3 separate regions of the Gossypium hirsutum genome follow, and regions 1 and 3 are each linked to region 2. A link is a contact called in public Hi-C data. All regions are on one chromosome and are shown on one strand. The core of a region is the stretch at or near the end of the contact, and the rest is flanking DNA. Distances in the headings are between cores, read along the strand shown.

The links. A called contact is a pair of places that touch in the nucleus more often than the background predicts.
Region 1: a contact with region 2 is called in a Hi-C map of leaf, with 3 times the contacts expected there. The contact joins the promoter of LOC121225073 here to the promoter of LOC107893784 in region 2. A contact is called at or near these places in 8 of 34 Hi-C or Micro-C datasets (anther, callus, hypocotyl and 2 more).
Region 3: a contact with region 2 is called in a Hi-C map of fibers, with 2.0 times the contacts expected there. The contact joins the enhancer-like site here to the promoter of LOC107893784 in region 2. A contact is called at or near these places in 4 of 34 Hi-C or Micro-C datasets (fibers, hypocotyl and leaf).

What each region holds. Positions count from the first base shown.
Region 1 is chrD13:22,437,440-22,440,139 of Gossypium_hirsutum_v2.1, reverse strand. LOC121225073 (binding partner of ACD11 1) reads left to right here and starts at 1,370. Exons shown (of 5, transcript XM_041108898.1): 1 at 1,370-1,671; 2 at 2,570-2,673. The coding sequence starts at 1,666.
Region 2 is chrD13:22,572,887-22,575,586 of Gossypium_hirsutum_v2.1, reverse strand. LOC107893784 (ras-related protein RABE1c) reads right to left here and starts at 1,259. Exons shown (of 10, transcript XM_041108904.1): 1 at 1,112-1,259; 2 at 843-971; 3 at 241-313; 4 at 43-143. The coding sequence starts at 915.
Region 3 is chrD13:22,735,730-22,738,429 of Gossypium_hirsutum_v2.1, reverse strand. It overlaps LOC107920390. Among protein-coding and RNA genes, the nearest start is that of LOC107941379, 35 kb to the right of the region's middle. Within about 2 kb of position 1,324, at least 4 of the 9 cell types and tissues checked have an H3K27ac peak or open chromatin away from gene starts, as enhancers often do. A contact at or near this core is called in fibers and leaf, where this site is marked.

The DNA of each region.
Region 1 (2,700 bases), core at 121-2,620, 140 kb after region 2:
TTTTCATTGCTTATTTTTTGCGACGTTTTTATTCATTCCATTACCTTTTAGTCAAAAAAATAAAAGTAACTAAAAGTATCCCTTTTATGATGTTTTTTATTCTTTCGTTACCTTTTAGTTAAAAAAATAAAAGTAACTAAAGTGTGTTTTTTTTATGTTTTTAAAATTATTATTCTTGACAATTTCTATATGTCACAAAATAAGAAAACAATTCAACGTTTTGGATCGACTTTTTCGTGACATTTTTAAACATCACAAGAGAAGAAATTAATTTGTGACGCTTTTGATTGGTCAATGTGGTGCTTTAAAAAGTAACATAACAGAAAAGATACCTTTCACATTTTTTAAGTATCACGACTTTTAGTTACATTACATCTGTGACGTATTCTTACTTTTTGCCAAAAATGTCACGAAAGGTCAAAACTTACTTTTTTGTGACGTTTTTGGTATTTCCATAACATTTTTGAAATTTTACAAAAATTCATTTTTGGAGCCATGTTTATTTATATATAAAATCAATGGTTAAAATTTAATCACATATCTTTTAATCCAATGATCCATATTTAATTTCATTAAAATATTTCTTATCTGTTAATTTAATATTCAAAAATATTTTTTAAGGTAGAACGACTAAAATTCCTTTAAAGATATAGATTCCAATTTTCACGAGGAAGCATGAGAGACAACACTAGTCCGTCATCAAAACCACACCTACTCAAATAGAAAACAATTGGTAAAAAGATCTCTATGGTCTCTCTCAATTTTAACATTGAACAAATTGGTCATTTTAAAAAAATAGAGCAATTTAATCTCTACCATTTTCGAAAGTGAGCAACTAAGGACAATTAATCCAATGTTAATGTTTTTTTTATCAATTGTACATCTTATTATTCACATAATAACAAATTTAGCCCTTAAATTTTAGATATTCTGTCCGTTTGGTCTTGATTTAACAAATTTAACCTGTGATATTTACATATTTTATCAATTTGGTCCTAATTTAATAAATGTAACCCCCCAAACATTTACACATTTTGTCAATGTTTACATTGAATATATAAACATCAATAGTAAATTTATTATTATATCAATTAAAATTATGCACAATTAACAGAAAATATTGACATCGTGATTAATTTTCCTTAGTTGCTCACTTTCAAAATTAATAAAGATTAAATTTTTTTAATTTTTTTAAAAGAACCAATTTGCTCAATATTAAAATTTAAAGAGATTGGATATATGTTTTTACAAAACAATTCTTTCCCATTCAATGCTAACTATTTTGGTCGCAAGAAACTAAAAATGAAAGAAAAATTGTAAAAAGAAAAATATCATTTCCTATAATAAAAAAATTGAAAGTTGTTTGATTGATCTTACGCGCCCCAGCACTTCAAATCACCTATAACCAATTCTACTCGAAAGTAGAATAGCTACGCTTCTCATTTTGCATCAATATCCCGAACATACCCTCAATACTGTTTGGAACTGTCATTTATAGTTATTTATTGTCCACCTCGTAATTTCATTCACATTTCACACCATTTAATTTCTACCCCTCGGGAAAACTTCCATTTTCTTTGTGTTTTGTTGAAAAGAATAGAGAAATAAAATTTTATTCTCCGCTTAATAAAAAATTCGATCTCTTCCGCCTTTAAACGGAACTACATGGCGGTTAGTGCTTCTTTTTTCTTTCGTTTTCTCATATCTTGTTTCGTTGACTAAAACAATTTATACTTTTTAACAATTCGGATTCAACTTCAAGATCTAATGTTATTCTTGTTTTGATTTAAATATCGTTAATTGAGTTTGTAATATTTTTTTCTCCTTTTTCGATTAATTCCATCGGGAAATGAAAGACAATTTGTAATTCTTTTTAATTGTTTAAGGTTTCATATAGAATCTAATTTAATTTTAGTATTCTGCAATTGTTATACATTTGATTTTCTTTTCAATTTCATCTGAAAATGAAAAGAGAATTTGTAATTATTTTAACTTTTTAAGGTTTCAATTATCTAACGATATAATGTAATTTAAGTTTTGTATTTTGCAACTTCTATGCATTTGATTTTTTTCCTTATTTCGTTACATAATGCGATTGTTTTTTTTTCCCGATTCTTAGCAATTTATAATATATTTTCCATTTGTTTGTTTGTAAATATTTTTGGACTTTACTAATAAAGATTTCTTTATTATTTTGGATTTGTATGTAAACTATACATTGATCTGTTTGATTTCACTTCGTTGCATACATAACAATTTTGAAAGCTGGTACACATTAATTAGGGTGTAAAAAATTGCTTAATTAATGCTTTCTTCAATTTTTGAAAAAAAATGCAGAGTTTAGCTCGCTCTAATGTAAATGCATTAGACCTTCCCTGATTCTTTATTATCTGAGTTATTAACTTCCTACGAGGTTGAAACCTAATGGAAATTTTGTTTTGACGTTAGACTAAAAAGATATATGGGATATTTTCTCCTTAAATGCAATGGGGGATTGAAGATGATTTATCAGTTTTAGCCTTTTAGGGGTTTATTTGTAACTTTTTCCGTCTTTTTTATTTTTTGACAGACCCAATCTGTGAAAGTGGGAAACGTTTCCTTGGGTGCATCTGAGAAAGATCTCAAGGAGTTCTTTTCCTTCTCCGGTGAAATTGCATATGTTGAAATGAATGGGTTAGTATTGCTCCGACCCTTCATTTT
Region 2 (2,700 bases), core at 10-2,509:
ATTTATTTCCAGTCAATGACACCTTCAAACCCAAAAACTAACCAGTTGTAATTGTACGAAACCGCTCTTGCCCAGCAGTATCCCAAATTTGGAGTTTGATCCGTTTGCCATCAAGCTCTATAGTCCTGATCTTAAAGTCAATCCTGCCAAAATAATACATTACCTTATTAAACGACATGCCTCTTTTTGAAACAATACTTGTAACAATAATAAGACTACTACCATTCAAAAAACAACTACCCGATGGTTGTGATAAAACTTGTAGTAAATGAGCCATCTGAAAAACGCAAAAGGAGGCAACTCTTACCCACACCTGCCAACACAAAAGCATGAGTAAACAGACTATTCACAACTCAAATTGAAAAGAATGTGCCAAAATACCAAGACAAGCTCCTGTAGAATAAGTAGTTCCTAATTACAGGTAACTACGACTATTCGTAGCAGAGATGGAAGCTAAGAAACGGGTCTCAAGCAAATGAACAAGCTACTGACTCCAATCAAATCATCAAAATACTAATTGAGACAGAATACAATATCAAATATATTCCTACGAAAAATGCCATCAGCAATTAGCTTAGATTCACCATAAAAGCAGCCATTCTTTTTTTTTTTCCCAATCAACCTGGCTAGTACAATAAAATCTCCATACTACGATAATCTATAAAGCTAAAATGAAGCTTAAGGTAAAGGTCTTTAAATACACATCTAACAAAATAAACCAAAAAAAAAAATCAAATCCTTTCAACGAGCGCTAACATTTTTTCCAAAAACAGTGTAGATTAACAAGTAGATCGCCTTTCAGATCAATATCAGATCAATATATATATATAAGAAATAGTTACCGCTGTCGCCGATCAAAAGGAGCTTTATGAGGTAGTCGTAATCGGCTCGAGCTCTTGCAGGTGGAGCAGCCATGGTAATAGAAGAAACTTATCGAATCAATCAAAAATAAAGGAGAAAATTAACAATCCCTAGTCCCCCGCCACCCCCCCAAAAAAAAAAAGATTCGATGTTAATAATCAAATGTAAAAAAAATTAAAAAAATTAAAAAAGAAATTTGTTTTTTTTTTTAAGAAAAAAATTATTTAGTGAAATGAAAGGGAAGCAATACCGGGTCAGGGAAAAGAAAGAGTGAGATCTGATGAAAGGAGATGAGAGAAATGAGGAGAAAAGCGTCTTTGGAACGTCAGCACCGGTCGGCCGTTGAAAATTTTATTTTTATTATTCTTCTTCTTTTAAATAAAGAGAAAAAACTAAAAAGTGAGACAGTTTATTTGGTGGTTAAAATTTTTCATAAATCCCTATACTATTTACAAATTTAGAATTTAATTCTTATATTTTTATTTTTAAGAATGTAATCCTTTTATTTTATTTCAAAAATCAAGTGGAATTGTTAATATTATTATGTTTTTTATATCACATTTTGAAATAAAACTACAGCTAAAAAGAGTACAAGAGAACAAGGACTTAAGGCATCTCTTAACCTTTATTTGGTACATAAGGAATTTGATTTAGCTCCCAACCCTGCTGTTGAGACCTGCCTTGATGCAACGGTCGTCAACGAACAGAAAATAGCTGGTTGAAGCGACTGGCATTTACTAAACTATTAATTAAACGACATCGTTTCATAGATATATGCCATGGAATTGGGTATCCCTAGTCGTTCTCATTCCAAAATATCACCTTAAATATTGTTTAAGCACCTAAATATTTGTAAATGAGTGTTGAAGTCCGTTTTAAACTTATTCATATTATTTTATAAAAATATATTAAAAATTATGTTATTTTTAATTTAATAGCTAATAAAATATATTTACTAAAATTTTAAATATAAATGATTGAACGTATTCTTTTTATTGTTTATATTATAGTATTATATTATATTTTAGATTTAATTTTTAAATGATATAAATCATGTGATATATAAAATAAAATAAAATATTACTTAATTAGAAAATGGTTGGGTTGAGTGAAGCTTGAACCTTAAATGTTGGAGCATAATCCTAATCCATATTTTAAATGAACCTTTTTTTTTGTCCAAACTTATATTTCGAATCTAATATTTTTGTCTTGAACTTTGCAAATATTGGATAATATTTTGAGCTTGAACAAGTAACCCAATAACTTTAATACTAGTTGGGACAAAATTGGGGCTTCTGTTAGGATCATTTTTAACTTATCAAAACTCTTTTGACACGCTTTTGATCACACAAATTTTTCATCCTTTCGCAAAAGTCGAGTCATAGGTGTGGCCAACATTGAGAAACCTTTCACAAATATTCGGTAGTACCCCGCCAACCCTAGGAAACTATGTACTTTAGTTACATTCCTCAATGGATTCCAATCTAAGACAACTTTGATTTTATTAGGATCCACCTTGATACCGTCAACAGAGATAGCATGACCTAAAAAGGTGGCTCCCTTAAGCCAAAATTCACATTTGTTGAATTTGACATACAATCGATTTTCACGAAGGGTGTTTCGCTAGAAGGGATTTTTCTCTCTCCATGTGAACTCAAGCTCGCAACGAAGCGATAGTTGCCATAGATTTTCTAATTAGAGCATCGACTACGACATTTACTTTCTTCAGATGGTAGTTAATTGCTAGGTTGTAATCCTTTAATAATTCTATTCAATGTCGCTGACATAAATTCAATTCGTTTTAAGAGAGCAGGTACTTCAAGCTCTTATGATTCAAAA
Region 3 (2,700 bases), core at 75-2,574, 160 kb before region 2:
TATACTCGTCAAACTGTGACCATGCACATGCCGGTTTTGCATTAGCTAAATAAAATAACTTGAAATCTTGAATAGAGTCAGTTTGGATGTAGATGAAGTAGGAGGGAATGGGAAGCATGTCTCCATTTTGGTTGAGAGGGAAAGAGAGGGATGGAAGTGGAAAGAGAGTTATTTGAATTTTTCTTTTTTCTCTAAAATATTTTGTTCGTCATTTGTGATTGAAACATATACAAATTTCGAACATAGATGCTCGGATAGTATGACTATATGAAAACAAATAGAATATTTGTGTATTCCATGTTTACATGCATTCGTATAATTGTACTGTCTAAACTTGTAGAATCTAGTATTTTGATAGCGAGGGAGCAGGGGCCTTTCCTAGGGTTGGTGATGATGAGAAAATAGGATGGAGAGAGATAACTCTTAACTAGATTTATAAACCATAAACTTGTATATCTGATAAGGTAGCATTGCCATTGATGAATATCTATCATCTCTGGGTTGAAAGTAGTGAATTTAATTGACAAGCAATTAATCAAGTGGAATGGAGCTTCTTTCTCGGCTATGGCTTCTCTCCCACATGCATACTTAATCCCAAGTTGAACTTGTAAGATAATTAAAAGAAAACTACAAATTGATTTCTAACATTATTGAAATTGTTGTTAAAATGTTATTGAATTGGTGGTAAGCGCTTTAACGGTTTTTTCATATTATTATTATTATTTAGCTACTCTTTTAATTTTCTCTAGAAGGTTTTCTTCTCCAATACTAACCCCTAAAACAAGATTTTTGCCGCCACTAAAGCCATCACCACCGACGGCTTCTTCCAGCCAAAATGACCACCGGTCCACTCCTCTTCTATCCCAAGTTCTCCAATTAGATTTTCGAACATCTTTTGCAACAGAAAACCCTTTAAATTCTCACTTTTACTTTGATCTTCAAACCCTTCAACCCACTTTCTGCACCATCGAATCGGTCTCAGATTTCGACCCTAGTTTCCTCTGACGGAAACCCTTTTTTCAATCGTTGGGATATTTCGAAAGTCACCTATCGAGCCAGGTGAAACTTTCTAAATTTTTTTTATTTTGGTATCTTATTTTTCTTTTTTGGATTCTGGATACAGTTGTTTCAGCTGTTTGTCTATAATGGGTAATGGTTACGTCTTCCTACTGTATGCTCTTGACAAAGTGCTTTTCTTTTTACGAAACAAAAGGAAAGAAGGGAGGAAAATAGCAATGTGTTTAAAGCCAACAGAACGAAGCGCTGGACACTGCGGCGTACTCCGCCTAACGCTTAGCTTCTAGCTGTAAGTTAGGCCTATTTTCGTTGCTCCTCATGGCAAACGGGTGGGCTCAAACAGGTTTAGATTGGACTTTCATTAGATTCAGTTAAGTTTGGGTTCGGATATTTTCAGATTCAGGTTCGGATTAAGCTAGATGAGTTTTGAGGAATTTAAATAATTTTGAAATTTAAGTTATAAATATTTTCATTTCGAATGTAACAATTTATTACTTTTATATAATGACAACACGATTTAAATTTCTTATAAAAAACATAAATTATACCTATGCAATAGAGTTTTTTTATATAAAATAATTAAAATACTTATTGTATGTAAAATTCATTATTTTATGATATTATATGAAATGACAAAAATATCTTTTATTTATTATTATATTATATTATAAATTTGCGATGCTTATGAATACATTTTCAAAAAAAAAAAGAATTATCATTTTTTTATTTTAAGTAAGACCACAAATTTATATTAATTATGAATGTTTATTATGACTGTTCAATTATAAATTTGAGCTTTTTTGGGTTTTGGGTCAGACCTCAAGCTCAAGCCAGACCAATCTCAAGCTTGAATTTGTTACGGGCTCGGGCTTTCTCGAGCTCGAATATCCTTGGGCTTGATTTTGTTATGGGCTCGGACTTTCTTGGACTCGGATTGTTATGGGCTCAGATAAACATAGGCAGGCTTTCAAGTTTGAGCTTGTTTTGTCAGCTTTACTAAATAAAGCGTATTGACAAGTACATGTTGAGTATTTTTGAAAAGTCGATGTGAGTTTCCATCCCACCTTTGACCTTCCCAAGATAAGATTAACCCATAATTTTTCTTTATTGACCTTATATATTATGATTCGATTTTCATGAAGAAAGAAGGCAAGCTTAAAGATGAAAATTCTGGCTTGCAATTTTGCGTAGTCTTAAACCCTCTACAAGTGATGAAAGGTCCCCTATGTTGTCTTTAATGATGGCTGCCCCTTCAATAATGTTTTGCTCAAGTCCGCTAGAGATACATAGACAAAGTTCCCCACTAACAAAATTAGTGGTTTGTGTCAAACTGTGACTTACTGAAGGTAAGTGAACAAGAGGTCTAAATCTTGGGGTGGTCCTTTTGAAAGACGGTACAATATTTTCGATCAAATCCTTGAGCTTTTGAATAGTTTCCAAATAATCTTGGATGGGTTTTTTTAAAACCGTCTCATTTCTCACTTTCCAAATGATCCAGAGCACGCAAGTAAATATTATTTAAAATCTATTGACTTCTAAATTGCTAAAGTTAGTGGTGAGTAACTATTGGGAGATTTACCTTGATATGGATGAAAGAGTAAATTGTTCGACTCTTAATGACAAAGAGCAACCAAACTAGATACATCTTGAAAATTAGCATCCAACAAAATAATGATTCAAGGG